Linked DNA regions of Mus musculus: all the other regions are linked to region 1. The links are chromatin contacts, called in public HiChIP or PLAC-seq maps. All regions are on one chromosome and are shown on one strand. Each heading gives the region's core, a stretch centred on a gene start, on an enhancer-like site or on the middle of the called end of the contact. The rest is flanking DNA. Distances are from core to core; before and after follow the strand shown. Region 1 holds the start of Plxdc1 (plexin domain containing 1). Region 2 holds the start of Pgap3 (post-GPI attachment to proteins 3). Region 3 overlaps Pip4k2b (phosphatidylinositol-5-phosphate 4-kinase, type II, beta).

Region 1 (4,571 bases), core at 931-3,430:
GAAGCAGAAGGTAGGGACAAGTAAGCGTGAGTGTGTAGAAGGGAGAGAGAAGCCGCGGCGGAATTGAAGAGTGGGATCCGCCCAGAGGAGCGCTGGCGTCGCCTCTATCTTCTGGAGGACGTATTTTTCTGCCTTTGGAAGGAATCTCAGATCATCAGGAAACAGCTTTTGTTTTGAAGCTAGTAATCTGGTAGGTCAGGTCCTCGTGTTTCTTGATAACTTCGAATCAGTCTTCCCTTTTAAAGACGCTTTAGTGCGCCTGCGCTAGACTAGCACCAAGTAGTAACTGACGCAAAGCTACCGGCAGAGGGGGTATAGCTCAGTGGTAGAGCATTTGACTGCAGATCAAGAGGTCCCCGGTTCAAATCCGGGTGCCCCCTAGCAGGCTCACTCTTTTCTTTGGAAGACCTTATTACGTCCCGCATATTTTTATGGCAATATTTCCATCGCCAACTCCCAAACAGTCAGGGAGCGGGGACGGTGGTAAGGAACTGGGAATTTTCAGGGCAGTGGCTCTCCGAATGTGACTAGCACCACGGGACTTGGGCTCGTGCTAGACATGAAGATTCTTGGCCTCCTCTCTGACCCAGTGAACTATCCCTGGGTGGGGCTAGAAATATGCGTTCTGAGAAGTACTTCCCGTGCATGCTCAAGTTCTAGAGGCTTACGGTTAGAAACTTGTCCACGCCATTTGCTTCTAATATTTCCAAGTTGTTGCTTTTGCCTGAGCCCCAATACAAGACTTTATGGAGAACGGGCACCGAGACTGACCGCGCACGACGACACCAGAATTGAGGCTGGAGGTCCATCTTGGAACACTATAGAGGCCCTTCGCGGCGCCTGCGCGGGCAGTCTCTTAACTCTTCAAGAGATCAGCTAAACGGCAGCCCCGTGGCTCATCACGGGTCCACTGGGTGGCGGTAGGAGGCCACATCTGGAAGGGACGGTTTCTTCGATACCCCAGAGGCTGTCCTGGGAGAATTCAGGCAAGGAATTAGAAAGTCAATGGCTGGCTAGGTTTGGTGGGCTCACCTCTGTAATCCCTTCAATAAACTGAAGAGTGATCGTGAGTTCGAAACCAACCTGGTCGACGGCGTTAGTCCTTACCTGGAAAACTAACAAAAGTCCCTTTGGTTGCGGGGCTTGCCTTGGCTCATAGTATTACATAATATTATATTGAGGTCTTGGGGAGACCACCTCTAGGTTTTTGGACCCAGAGGAGAGTGACACTGGGATTCATTTCCTTTCTTGGTCCTTCTTTTGACCTCAGTGCCAGGCCACTCACCTACTTAAGCCCACACTCTACTTCTGTCCCCAGCTGCAGCCTTCTTCTGGGGATAAGTCCCAGGAAGCAGTCTCTGCACCCTTTCTTTCCGCACTCTCCAGGTCCCCTACACAGAGGAAGCCAGGGGCCCCTCAGTCCTCTCCACTCTCTAGGCCCCAGTTCTTCTCCTTCCCATGAAGTAGGTCACAGGCACCTTCGTGCCTTGACCTGATTCCATGCCGTCTATTAAATCTCCTAAATTGCGGGTATTTTTATTCCATACTTGAAGGGGGTGGGGTGGGGGGGAAGTGCCCTATTCCCAGAGTCCGGTAAAGTGTGGTGGCAGTGGGCGCCACTTCTGGCTCTGGGTCTATCTTGGACTGATCTGGCCTTTCTGTGGAAGGGGCACCGAGCTGTTTCAAAGTGGGAATGTGCCAGTCTCGAGCACCTACATGTCTGCTGGACGGGAGGGGGGTGTGGGTGTGGGATGGAATGGGGTGGGGTCGGTGCTGGAGATGGGCTGTGAAGCAGTCAACTGGGGAGACGCAATTCGTGCCTCTTCTGGGGTAGAAGCTGGGGGGCGGGGGGGGGGGGCGCGGTTCGACTGCGGGAGATTCCTGGTGCGTGTCTGTGTGTGCACTTATGTAGAACACCAGGAAGCCACAGAAGTACAAGGACTAGCTCAGAAAGTCGCATGCTCTTGGGATGGGTGGTGGGAGCCAACGGCCCAAGTAGGGGCGCTTCCTGGGGCCCTTCACCTCGGCCTTTTACTTAGGTTTCTGGGGCAGCGGGGTTCTCTCGGTAACCAGAGATGTCCCGGCGCGGTCCCGGGTCCCGTGGGGTGCGGCGCGGAGCTCCGGGAGGCGGGGACCCCAGCGTTGCGCCCCGCCCTCTGGGTTCTCCCGCCCGCGCTCCCCAAGGCCGCAGCGCCGTGCTTCGCTCGCCCTGCCCGCTCCGCTCCCGCTCCCCGCTCGCCCAGCCCGGGGCTGCTCCCTCTGCAGCCGCCGCCGCCGCCGCGCAGACCCGGAGGTCGTCCGCGCCCACCATGCGAGCTCAGCTCTGGTTGCTGCAGTTGCTGCTACTCCGCGGGGCCGCGCGCGCGCTCAGTCCCGCAACACCCGCAGGTAGGACGCGCGGCCAGGGCAGGTGCAGACCCGCCAGCGGGACCTGGGTCCTGTCCTCAGGACGCCAGGGATAGGGGACAAGGACCCTACTTTCTCTGTGTGCGCACAGAGGGTGCGCACCTCCTACTGCTGTCGGAAGGACGTGGAGGGACCCAGGCCGGGGTCTCCAGAATAGTCACAGGGACCGGCGATCATTTCAGAGAGGCGTTTGCTTTTCTTTTCCATGCTCTTCCCTGCTGCCTCTCTCAGCTGCTCTAGGTGGGGTCCCAGTTGGGCTTGTGACTGCGTGGGAGTCGCCGGAGGATGGGAGACATCCTGGCACCAGCCTGGCCGTCTAACTTGCTTCCCCTACCTATTGCGTACTGGTGGAGAGGCAGGGACCCCAGGAAAAAGCAGCCAGCTGCTCCCCGATCTCCCAGGGTCAAGGGTTCCCTTCTCCCCCCTGCTAGGTTCTGCTCGGTTCTCAGTTGCACAGGCTGAGCATGGAGGTAAGGGGGTGAGGGTGGAGGAGGAGCTTCCATTCTGCACACTCCTCTTTCCTCTAGACCAGTTTCTCAAGCCATTTCTTCCTCTTGAGGTCCTTTCAGGGATCTACTTTGAATCCCTCACGTTATCAAGAAAGGCCGTTTTTAAAAATATATATGGTTTAGTTTCTGCACCCAGGCTTTCTCGGGGAGGTGGGGGCTGGGAATAAGGGTGATTTCACAAGCTCCTTAAAAGGGAAGTGAGTGTCCCACTTGCTGTTGTGTCAGCATAGTGCCTAACTGTGTTCTTGACTTTGATGGTCACGGTAGGTAGGTAGTCCAAATGAATCTGGGTTGGGATGAGATGGTATGAGTGGAGGATGCTGGTGGTGACTGCGGGGGTAGAGGACAGAGAAGTCACATGTCCAGAGACTAGTGTGGACCCATCGGTGTCCATGGTGGCTCCCACAGAAGGTAGCTGAGCACTTAGCTTTTAGTTCTGTTGTCTCACTTGCTGTGTGACCTTGGGCGAGTTACTTACCCAAGTTACTTTCTCTGGGCTCAGTTTTTGATGTATAAAAAGAGGTTCTTGACTAAATCTTTGGCTCTTGAAGGTGGAGTTATGAAAGATTATTTTTCCCCCTTAAGATATTCTTTACTTCTCGGACAGGTACAGGCAACTGATAATTTATCTTAAAATGGTAACTAGAAAGGGACTGAGTGGGTTAAGTCCCGAGTCCTTTTCAGCCTTAGGCTGGTGTGTTTCCTGAACTCAGATATGGCTGGGTTGATGAGGGATTTGGGCCGAGGAGAGGGTTGAGGAAGGGAGCTGGCTACATCAGGGGACCCAGAGACAAGTGTCACTTTTGTAAGTACAGACTACTTAGCCGTCTCTGCTTTTAGATTCATCTGGAAGACATCGGGCATCTGCAGCAAGTGAGATTGAGGTTAGACCCTAGGAAGCTGTAAAAAGCCGTCAGGGCAATTGTTGACTCATCCCAGGTTGGGCTGGGTTTGGTAGTAAGGTTTTGTAGAGGCCATCTGAGGATGTGGGGGAATGGGGAAGGCTGGGAGGGGTCCTTCATGGAGACTGGCTGCTTGCTCTGTATGATAGAGCCCCTGAGGTCAATGAGGGGGTGGGAGTGGGGGACCCAAGGAGGCCTAGCTCCACCTGGGGCAATGGTGTCCCCATCAGGGCTGGTGTTCCTCCATCCCTACAGTCTTGTTCCCATCATCATCCTTACAAGGGACACAGGAGGCATCGATGACCTGAAGAAGGAAGGAGTCTACTGAGGAGAGCCCAGAAGCAGCCTGTAGTCAGGCAGAGAGGAAGATGGCCTCCAGGCCCAGGAAGGGGTCACTGATGGTCTGGTCCCAGAGAAACCAAAGACATCCAGGATACACACAGAAGGGAGAATCTTTCAGGCAGCCATTTTGGAAACTCACAAGCAATCCCTGCAGTCACCTATGTTCTGAGCCAAGGTTGCTTGTCTCTAGAGTCAGGGCCAAACAGATGTTTTGTAACCCAACCAACCTTAATCTGCTTTCAGTTTCCTCCTTGCCCACCAGGGGCCTCCCAATAAACTAATATACTGTTGACTAAAATTCAGATTCCTCACAATGGTTTCTGGGATTGCTGCTCTTCCTGTCAGCTGCAGGCTTCCCTCCTCAGAGAGATCTACCCTGCTGGGAGGGCCTGGGCAACCACCATACTGTCCT
Region 2 (4,571 bases), core at 1,394-3,893, 410 kb before region 1:
CCAGGGCCTAGACAGTGTAAGCACCTCCGACCTCTGTTTCCTCCAGGTCTAGAAAGGATCAAAACAGAGAGAGTGCTTAACTAAGATGTCGAAGGCAGACCCAGACCTTCTGTTTTTGGTAGCAACTGGTTTCCTTTGGGATCTACCTTCTCTACATGTTCAGTTTGACTTTATGTAGCCTTTAGCATGAGCCACTCCCTGTTGCCTTGCTCTGGTTTCTCAGGGCCTCCTGCAGCTGCTCAGTTCAAACAATGGCCTCCCATAAAAGATACATCCTCAGAATAATAAAGACCAAAAAAAAAAAAAAAAAAAGGTAAAGGGCTGGCTGTAATATTAGGATTTGATTGTGTGTCTCTCATCAGCTACTGGGGACCACAGTGCCTGCTTTTTCATTTTAGTTTTCTTTGTTGTTGGGTTGTTTTGTTTTGGTGTGTGTGTGTGTGTGTGTGTGTGTGTGTGTAAGTCTGGTACTCAAAGAGATCCCCCTGCTTCTGCCCTTTTAATGCTGGGATTAAAGGTGTGTGTGACCCCACCTGGCTTGCTTTCTCATTTCAATTTCCCAGAGTGAACTGAGGTGGCCAATGCCTATACTCCCGCATTTAGGAGGCAGAGGCAGGACGATTCTAATTTGGAGACCACTCTGGGCTATACATTAAGACCTTATCTCCACAAAAACCAGTAATTTCCTCATCCCTATCAACTGGATGGTCCACTTCAAAGACAGTACTTACGTTATATTTAGCTGGAAGAAGTGTCATTCACAGAAGATTCAGGGTGAATGATATACCCTTGAGCTCTTCGCTGGTTAAATGAAGGTAATTCCATAGTACTTCTTGCTCATCCACCTTCGATTTAGTAATCCTTAAATCCTACCCCACAACCCTAATTCCCTCTCCAGGATGTAAAGAGAGAATTACCATGAACAAAAACAATGGGGGGGGGGGCGGGGAGGAGGGGAGGGAGGCAGGATTTAGTTACATGACATCAAAGCTACAGAAAGATTTGGGTGCTGGTGGTTGGGCACAGAGATGGGGGTGACTGAAGCAAGTGTCTCGATCAAGGTATATGTGTCTACATGCAATGCCTGAAAAGACAGGAAAAAGTTCTTCCATCCCCTGGAGCTGGATTTGCAAATGACCCTGAGCTGCCTCTGTGGATGCTAGGAACTGAGCTCTAGTCCTCTGCAGGAACAACATTCATTCTTCACTGATAAGCCACCTCCCCAGCCCCTGAGAGTGCAGTGTGTGTGAGTGTGTGTGTGTGTGTGTGTGTGTGTGTGTGTGTGTGCTGCAGCACACTTGATGTCAGAGGACAACTCTGTGGAGAGGATTCTCTTTTCCCACCTTTATTGAGTTCTGGGAATCGAGTTCAGTGAAGAGCCTTCACTCACAGGTGGCTAGCCCACCCAGACAGTTTTAAGTTGTTCATTTACTTAAAGAAGGAAAGAAAGAGAGAGAGAGAGAGAGAGAGAGAGAGAGAGAGAGAGGGAGGGAGGGAGGGAGGGAGGAAGGAAGGAAGGAAGGAAGGAAGGAAGGAAGGAAGGAAGGAAGGAAGAAGGATCTCAAAGTGTCTCCCATGGAAAGCAAAGTTCTACTTTAGTGCCAGAGGTGAGCAGGACAAGAAAGGACTCCATCCCATCGGGGAAAGACAAGCCACTACATAGTATCCATCCAGTGCTAACAATCATCCTTAAAACACAGCCTTTAATTGGTAACAGGAAAACAAGCAGGAGCAAGAGGGCCAAAGCACACAAGGACAAGAGACTCTGGAGACATGGACCTTTAAAGTGCATCTGGAGCAACAGAGTGAAGACCAGCAGGCCAGGCCAGGCTGAGTTGAGGAGTTAGTAAGGAATTGTAAGAAAGAGATTGGTCAACCTTGAATTTTAGAAAGTGGAGCCGTGGTTAGTTTTGGGTTTTGTTGTTGTTCGTTTTTGTGTTTGTGTCTGCTTGACACTGGCTAGGGTCATCTGGGAAAAGGGTACCTCAATTAAGAAAATAAATGCTTCCTTCAGACTGGCCTGTCAGCAAGTCTACAGAGGACACTCTCTTGATTAATAATTGACATGGGAGGGTCCATACCACTGTGGGAGGTGCCAACCCTGGGCAAGTGGTCCTGGGTGTTGTTAAGTGACTAAGCCAGTAGGCAGCACTCCTTCGAGGCCTCTGTTTCCGCTCTTACCTCCAGGTTCCTGCCCTGGCTTCCCTCCATGATGGCTTGTGATGGGGTGACATAAAGCAAACCCCAAGTTGGTCTTTATCACAGTAACACAAAGCTAAATAGGAGAGAAATGCCTACTGGAGGGGACCAAAGTAGAGACAAAGACACCTGTTAAGAAGTTCTTCAGCTCTTTTAATGGCAGCGTCTTTAATCAAGATGCTGACATAAGAAATGGGGATAAGTGGGGTACCCAGAACATTTGGAAACTGGAATCTAAGAGAGTGGGTGACAGAAAGGCGTCTGCTTGAAACAAAGACCGTGTAAAATAGAAGGGAGAAAGTACACTTAATTTGCTCCTGGGCGCAAATCGCCCCTTCTCCTTAGGTGCTGTATATGAAAAGAGGAGACAGCAGTATAGAGGTGGGGTACCCGCCCACTGAAATCCGGGAACTTTTATTTAAAGTGGGCGGGCGTCAGCGGAGGATGCAACGATGAACACAGGTACTTCCGGTTGTTACGGAAGTGGGACTTCGTCTTCTCCCAAGCTCCTCCCTCAGCGGCCGGGCACAGTGACAGAATGGCCAAGCGGACGGCGCCGCTGCTGCTGCTAACCTTGGCAGTGGGACTCGCGGGGGGTTCCCAGGGCGACCGCGAGCCCGTGTACCGCGACTGCGTGCTCCGATGCGAGGAACGGAACTGTTCGGGAGACGCACTGAAGCACTTCCGCTCCCGCCAGCCAATCTACATGAGCCTAGCTGGTAAGCCCCGCCCACCCGTGAAAGCCCCGCCTGTTCGTCTTGGCTCCGCCTACTGTGCCCTGCTGTTCTGCAACTTAGAACCTCAGTTTCCCTCAGCGTTCTCTCAAGAGTGTTAATGTCAGGAGCCTCCTGAGTGTGTGTGGAGGGGTGGGAAGGTGGGGGGGGGGCTATTGCATCAGCCTACCCCACCTTTCCAGAGGTTTCATGTTATTTATTCAAACCACTACTTTTTAAATACAAAGAAGACCTGAAGTAACCCAGGAAGCAGACCAGGAGCCTGCCCTTCTGGGCTTATAATCCCCAGGCAGGTGAACATTAGCCTTCTCCAAGACAGAATAGTTTGAGACCTAATGGGCCCATAGGTTAAGCACTATACGCATTTGGAAGTGAAAGGGACGGAGTCAGCTTCAGTGGGTGGAGGCAGGGTGTTCAACCACAGAACAATTTAAACAGGATGGAATTGATGTCAACCAACATATTGAGCACCCACGTTGGACGGGTGTCACAGCAGGTCAGCTGGCTTTCACCACAACCCCGTCAGATACTTTCCCTAATCCGCTTTAAAGATGAGAACACTCAGAGAGACTAAGTACCTTGCCCAAGGTCACACCGTCTGTAAAGTGGCAGAGCAGAATTCCCAGATCTGACCTGTTTGACCAACAGCTCCTCCACATTATTATCCGGTTTCCATTCCAGACAGAGGCAACAGAGAGCTTGGAGGTCCTAGGAGGATTTGGGTACATGAAGCATCTTGGTTTACCCAGAGATCAGGGAGCAGGAAGATTAGGGGCAATAAGGAAACAAAGGTACCGGGGAACCTGAGGAGTCTGATGAAAGGTCTGAGCTCGATTTTCACAGGACATAGGAGGGCACCAAAGATCCCTCCCTGGGTTCAGGATGGACAAGTATGAACCTAGGTCTCCAAGAGGGGCCTGCCAGATCCTAAGAGCTTAGATCAAGGGAGAAGAAACTATTCTCTTTGCTCCCACTGATATAATATATTCTCCCCCCCCCCCCGCTGTGTGTGTGTGTGTGTGTGTGTGTGTGTGTGTGTGTGTGCGTGCGTGCTCGAGCGCACACCCACCCTCTCTTCTCTGTCCAACTGGGAAGTAAGATTCTGAGATTTCCGCTGATTCTGTCCAGCCTTCAGGTCCTCTTGGTCTCCATTCGTGCCTGGAGGCTTATGCCTCCCTAAGTCCTCACACAGCTGTAGTCCTGTTTGTCTGTTTCAGGCTGGACCTGTCGGGACGACTGCAAGTATGAGTGTATGTGGTTCACTGTTGGCCTCTACCTTCAGGAGGGCCACAGAGTGCCTCAGTTCCATGGCAAGGTGAGTCGGGGGCTCAGGGATGGTACATGGTGGCCCTTCAGCCCCGAGCTGGTCCATGCCATCCCAGCAGCCTGAGATGCAGTGTCACAGGGTGCGGAGAGATAGGACAGGTACTTGCGCTCAGCATCTCTTCCTTTTCCAAGGGTGCCAGTGTGTCCTGCTTCTGAATTTGGAGGAATAAGGTCTGTGTCCCAAGCCAATTGTGATGGCACACACCTTTAATACCTGCCTCTGGGAGGTAGAGGCCGGTGGCTCTCTGTGAATTTAAGGCCCACCTAATCTGTGCAGCCAAGGCTTCATAGTGAACCCCTCTCTCCAAAAAA
Region 3 (4,571 bases), core at 1,138-3,637, 260 kb after region 1:
TTCCAGGGCTGGCATGTCACTTGGTGGTAGCCTTGTGTGTGTGTGTGTGTGTGTGTCCCTGGGCTTGATCCCTAGGACCACAAAAAGCACAAACAAACTAAAAAACTCCCATTCCTAGTCAGCTGACTTAAGACCGCTTCAGTACAAGCCCCAGGATGTTTTATTACTTAGTAGGAAGTTCAGGTTGGCCTTGAACTCTCAGCACTCCTACCTTAGCCCCCTGAGTGCTGCCGGCATTACATGTGAACACTTGCGTCAAGGCACCTTTATCTTTGGACATCCAGGCAGGGCTCCTTGGACATAACTCTCCTCAGGATATTTGCATGGCAGTATCCCAGAGAAGAATGGCCTTTCTGTGAGAAAGATCTTTCTAGACACTATAGATCCAGCAGATGCTGGGTCTCACCTCCCGGGAGATACACTTTTCTTTGTAAGTTCTAAGGACAGCAAACAAACAAACAAACAAACAAAGACATATGAATTACAAGTGTACACTTAGACGATTCTTACAGAGATGAGGGTAAAGTTCTACCTGCCTAGAATCACCTACAGTGTTTGTTGAAAATGCAGATTTTGCCAGATGTAGTGGTACATTCTCTTTCTCTTCTTTTCTCTTTTCTTTCCTTTCTTTCCTTCTTTCTTTCTTCCTTTCTTTCTTCCTTCCTTTCTTTCTTTCTCTCTCTCTCTCTTTCTTTCTTTCTTTCTTTCTTTCTTTCTTTCTTTCTTTCTTTCTTTCTTTCTTTCTTTCTTTCTTTAAGATTTATTTATTTCATGTATGTGGGTACACTGTCACTGTCTTCAGACAACCCAGAAGATGGGATTGGATCCCATTACAGATGGTTGTGAGCCACCATGTAGTTGCTGGGAATTGAACTCAGAACCTCTGGAAGAGCAGTCAGTGCTCTTAACAGCTGAGCCATCTTTCCAGCCTGGTACATTCTTTTAACGCCAGCATTCTGGAGGCAGAGGTGGGCGGAGGGTGAGTTCAAGGCCAGCCTGGTCTACAGAGTGAGACCTCAAAACAAAAACAAAAACAAAAAACAAGCAAACAGAAAGAAAGGAAGGAAGGAAGAAAATAAAATGCAGATTTTGAGACTCACTTCCAGAATTTCTCCAGGCCACGCTTTGAAGGCTCTGGTGTTGCTCAGGCTGAGTTAGGGTGGTTCACAAAGCCTGTGTCTGCTTCCTCCAGGGAAAACCTCCCCAGCCGCTTCAAGTTCAAGGAGTACTGCCCCATGGTGTTCCGAAACCTCAGGGAGAGGTTCGGCATCGATGACCAGGACTACCAGGTAGGTACGGAGCTGTCTTGGCACAGCAGGGGGATTCAGAGATGTGGGGGTCAGGAAGCCACAAGATGGGCAGGGGTCAGAGTGTCAGCTGTCCCTGGGCTACTGCATCTCCCTGTCCAAGCTCACGCCTAGTGCCAGCAGACCAGGACTGGTAAGCCTGTAGGAGCCTTAGAGGATGCTCCTGCTTTGGGGGGGTGGGAGGGGGGAGCAGCGGGAGATTGCTGTGTGGGAGCAGCTTTTTGTCAGTCTGACACGCCCAGTCTAGGCTGAAGAACCCTTCCTTGGTAGTTTGACTGAGATAGAGCGTGCATGCAAGGAGGCCTGTTAAAAGCAGGTAAGACAGATTAGCAAAGAAAGGCATCAGGGGTAGCAACCTACATCATCCTACTGCCAAGTTAGAGCACCACTCCTGAGCGTGCCCCCTGTCTTCCCGGTGGTGGGCCGGGGACGGGCGACTGCTGCCTTCAGAGCATGATCCTGTCCTAGAAGCCACTGGCCTATGGGGAATGTCAGTCAGGGCAGCAGAGTCTGACTCAGCAGCCATGGCTCTGCACCGGCTCTACCTTGCGCTTAGAGCCCCTTCTTTTCCTGGCACACAGCCTGCTAGTGAAGGTGGAGATTTCCTTTGCCCTTAAGCAGTGACTTTTTCAGTCACCTGTGCTGATACCACAGCGGGATCAAAAACAAGTGCCTAAACCCCAGAAAGCTCTGTTGTGAACCTGCTAGAATTCACAGGGTCTGGAGATGAGAGCCTTCCCTTCCCCTCCCCCCACTCAGGAGGCCACACAGGCAGCTATTAGTGTCCTGAGGAAGGAGGGGAGAGCACACGCCAGGCTTGCGACGGACCTAAGCCGGAGGAAAGGTCCATGGCTGAGAAGTCCTGAGGTCGCCTCCAGCTCCTCTGCTGAGAGCAAACCCTGAACCCAGTCATAACCTGAATGGAGTCTGCTTTTCTGAAAATGTCTTGCCATTTCTGCCACCCCAAGTGGCTTGGCTCTGTTCCTTCCCCTGTGGTTTGTCCCCTGTCCCTGGGCTGTCTCACCACATCCTCTCCGTGTCTGCATCCTGCCTCTAATAGCCTTTTGGGCACATGACGTGCTCAAGGCTGAAATGAGGGCAACAAGGCTGCTGTTCAGGGAGGGGACGCTTAGCTCATGTGTTCAAAGTGCTCGGGAGTCCCAGATGCTGCACACAAGGCAGGCGGCAGGGCTGTGTATCAATCCTCACCTGGCTTACTGTTACAGGGCCAGGCAGGGAGAGAGGACACCTGGTTGACACAGCCTACTCACCTTTTTTGGGCTGGGGACTTATAGGACAGGCTTCTTTAATTTAGCACCCTTACTACTGAATGCCAGCACTCCCGACCTCTTGGTATTGCTGCCCCTGGGAAGAGAGTGCTGGTTCCCCATGGGGTTGTTGTTGTTATTGTTGTTGTTGTTGCTGTTGCTCATTTGTCTTTTGAGTTTATCATGGAGCTCTGACTAACCAGGCACCTGCTATGTAGACCAGGCTAACCTTGAATTCACAGAGATCCACATGTCTCTATCTCCTGAGTACTGAGATTCAAGATGTGTGTCATCAAACCTGGCCTTTATATTTAAGTCATTTTATTTTTAATTACGGGTGTGTCTGTGTGTGGTATGTGTGAGCCAGTGCCATGGCACTCAGAGCTATCGGATTCCCCTGGAGTAGGAGTTACTGTTATGTGCTGGGAATAGATGTTTCAAACCACTAAGCCATCTCTCCGGCCCCTCCAGAAGGTTTTGTGAGGTTGTATTAAGTGACCAAGAAGGACTTCATGAGATTGGGGAAGGTTGGGCAAAGAACCTCCCTGGGAACAGGTCCCAGCGGGTGTGATTTTAGTAACCTGGGCAGCAGGATCACCCCTGCATCTTACCTCCTGAAGTCCACATGCCCTTGTCTATATACATGTCTCACCCTCTCTGGGCTTCTCTGAGCATAGCGGGGGACAGAGGACGAGAGACGGAAGCACAGGCCCCTCTCATTGCCTTCCGACATGCACAGATGAGGCAGGCCCACCCAAGGGAGGCACTGGCAAGAGAGATGACATCATCCTTTCAAGTGATGGGATCAATACCTAGGAAAGAGGCATCCATGCCCGTGGCTCCCTGAGCTGGGCCTTTTGAATCTTTCCTAAGTTCTGTTACCCAAGAGACTCAGTGGTCCCCTTGGTCTGTCTCCCTGTGTCCCGAGTGTCGAAACTTTAAGCAGCTCGCTTGAGGCCATATTGCTTGTGAGGGTCAAGATGAGAACTCGGTCACCTCACACTGAGGCGGTTCTAGTTTCGAGAGCAGCTCTGGGGGTGAGAACAGACGTGTCACACATCAAACACAGAGCCTCGTCTGAGGTCAAAGGTCGGAGCAGCTCTGGTTATCTGGAGAAGCACTGCAGCCAGGGATATGAACACCCTAAGAAAAAAGGGGCTAGGAGACGTCCACCCTGGGCACCTCTGCCTCGGTGTTTGTCTGTCTGTAGAAGTTCTGAGTTGAAGCCAGGATCTTAGGGATGGAGAGGTAGCTCAGCAGGGGGGTGCTTCTCCAGCATGCACAAAGCCCTGAGTTCACCTCTTAGCACTGTGGGAAAGAGAAGGGAAACAAACAAACAAACAAACAAACAAACAAACAAACAAACTGTGTTTCTCATCAAAATCAATTGCTTCTGTTTGGACCCCTCAGAATTCAGTGACACGCAGTGCACCTATCAACAGTGACAGCCAGGGCAGGTGTGGCACTCGCTTCCTCACCACCTATGACCGGCGTTTCGTCATCAAGACTGTGTCAAGTGAGGATGTGGCCGAGATGCACAACATCCTAAAGAAATACCACCAGGTATGGGGAGGCCCACGCCCGGGCTGTGTAATGCCTGCAGCTATGAGGAGTCACAGGCCTGGGCTGTGGAGAATGGGTTGGGAGAGGGAAAGAGAGAGCTGCAGCAGCAGGGATTGGCGGGGAGGCCAGGTCTACTCTGGTAGTGGCAGGCATTTCCTTGTACATTGGTCCCTTTTCTCATTGCTGTGGCAAAACACCTGACAGAAACAGCTCAGAGAATTAAAAAATTGGGGGCCTATGCGACATCTCAGTGGGCAAGGGTGTTTGCCGCTGATCTGTTAGATACTTTTCTAGTGCTGTGGAAAATCACCATGACTGAGACACCTTTTAGAAGAATTTATTTGGGCTTGCAGTTCCAAGGGGTTAGCATCCATGATAGTGGAGTAGAGTTGCAGGCCGAAAGAAAGCTTACATCTTGAACTGAAAGCAGGAA

Evidence for each region. HiChIP or PLAC-seq counts read pairs in DNA pulled down with a chosen protein or histone mark.
Region 2: a contact with region 1 is called in an SMC1A HiChIP or PLAC-seq map of large pre-B cells, with 6 times the contacts expected there. The contact joins the promoter of Pgap3 here to the promoter of Plxdc1 in region 1. A contact is called at or near these places in 1 of 15 datasets of contacts at CTCF or cohesin (large pre-B cells) and 1 of 115 datasets of contacts at active chromatin or transcription factors (microglia).
Region 3: an H3K27ac HiChIP or PLAC-seq map of the HPC-7 cell line shows a contact between it and region 1, with 7 times the contacts expected there. The contact joins the enhancer-like site here to the promoter of Plxdc1 in region 1. A contact is called at or near these places in 2 of 39 promoter capture datasets (embryonic stem cells and stem cell-derived epiblast-like cells), 1 of 15 datasets of contacts at CTCF or cohesin (embryonic stem cells), 5 of 484 Hi-C or Micro-C datasets (adipose-derived mesenchymal stem cells, embryonic stem cells, myeloid progenitors and 1 more), 16 of 115 datasets of contacts at active chromatin or transcription factors (the HPC-7 cell line, bone marrow-derived dendritic cells, craniofacial prominence and 8 more) and 2 of 9 other capture datasets (embryonic stem cells and pancreatic islet).

Annotation. Positions count from the first base shown.
Region 1 is chr11:97,984,055-97,988,625 of GRCm38.p6, reverse strand. Plxdc1 (plexin domain containing 1) reads left to right here and starts at 2,180. Exons shown (of 14, transcript NM_028199.3): 1 at 2,180-2,388. The coding sequence starts at 2,310. It overlaps n-TCgca55 (a tRNA gene), which reads left to right and starts at 309; the gene lies at 309-380.
Region 2 is chr11:98,398,562-98,403,132 of GRCm38.p6, reverse strand. It overlaps Pgap3 (post-GPI attachment to proteins 3), which reads left to right and starts at 2,643. Exons shown (of 8, transcript NM_001033537.2): 1 at 2,643-2,918; 2 at 4,151-4,248. The coding sequence starts at 2,738.
Region 3 is chr11:97,726,272-97,730,842 of GRCm38.p6, reverse strand. Pip4k2b (phosphatidylinositol-5-phosphate 4-kinase, type II, beta) reads left to right here. Exons shown (of 10, transcript NM_054051.1): 3 at 1,193-1,289; 4 at 3,986-4,138. Among named protein-coding and RNA genes, the nearest start is that of Pip4k2b, 16 kb to the left of the region's middle. Within about 2 kb of position 2,387, at least 128 of the 459 cell types and tissues checked have an H3K27ac peak or open chromatin away from gene starts, as enhancers often do. A contact at or near this core is called in the HPC-7 cell line, myeloid progenitors, pancreatic cancer cells and 2 more, where this site is marked.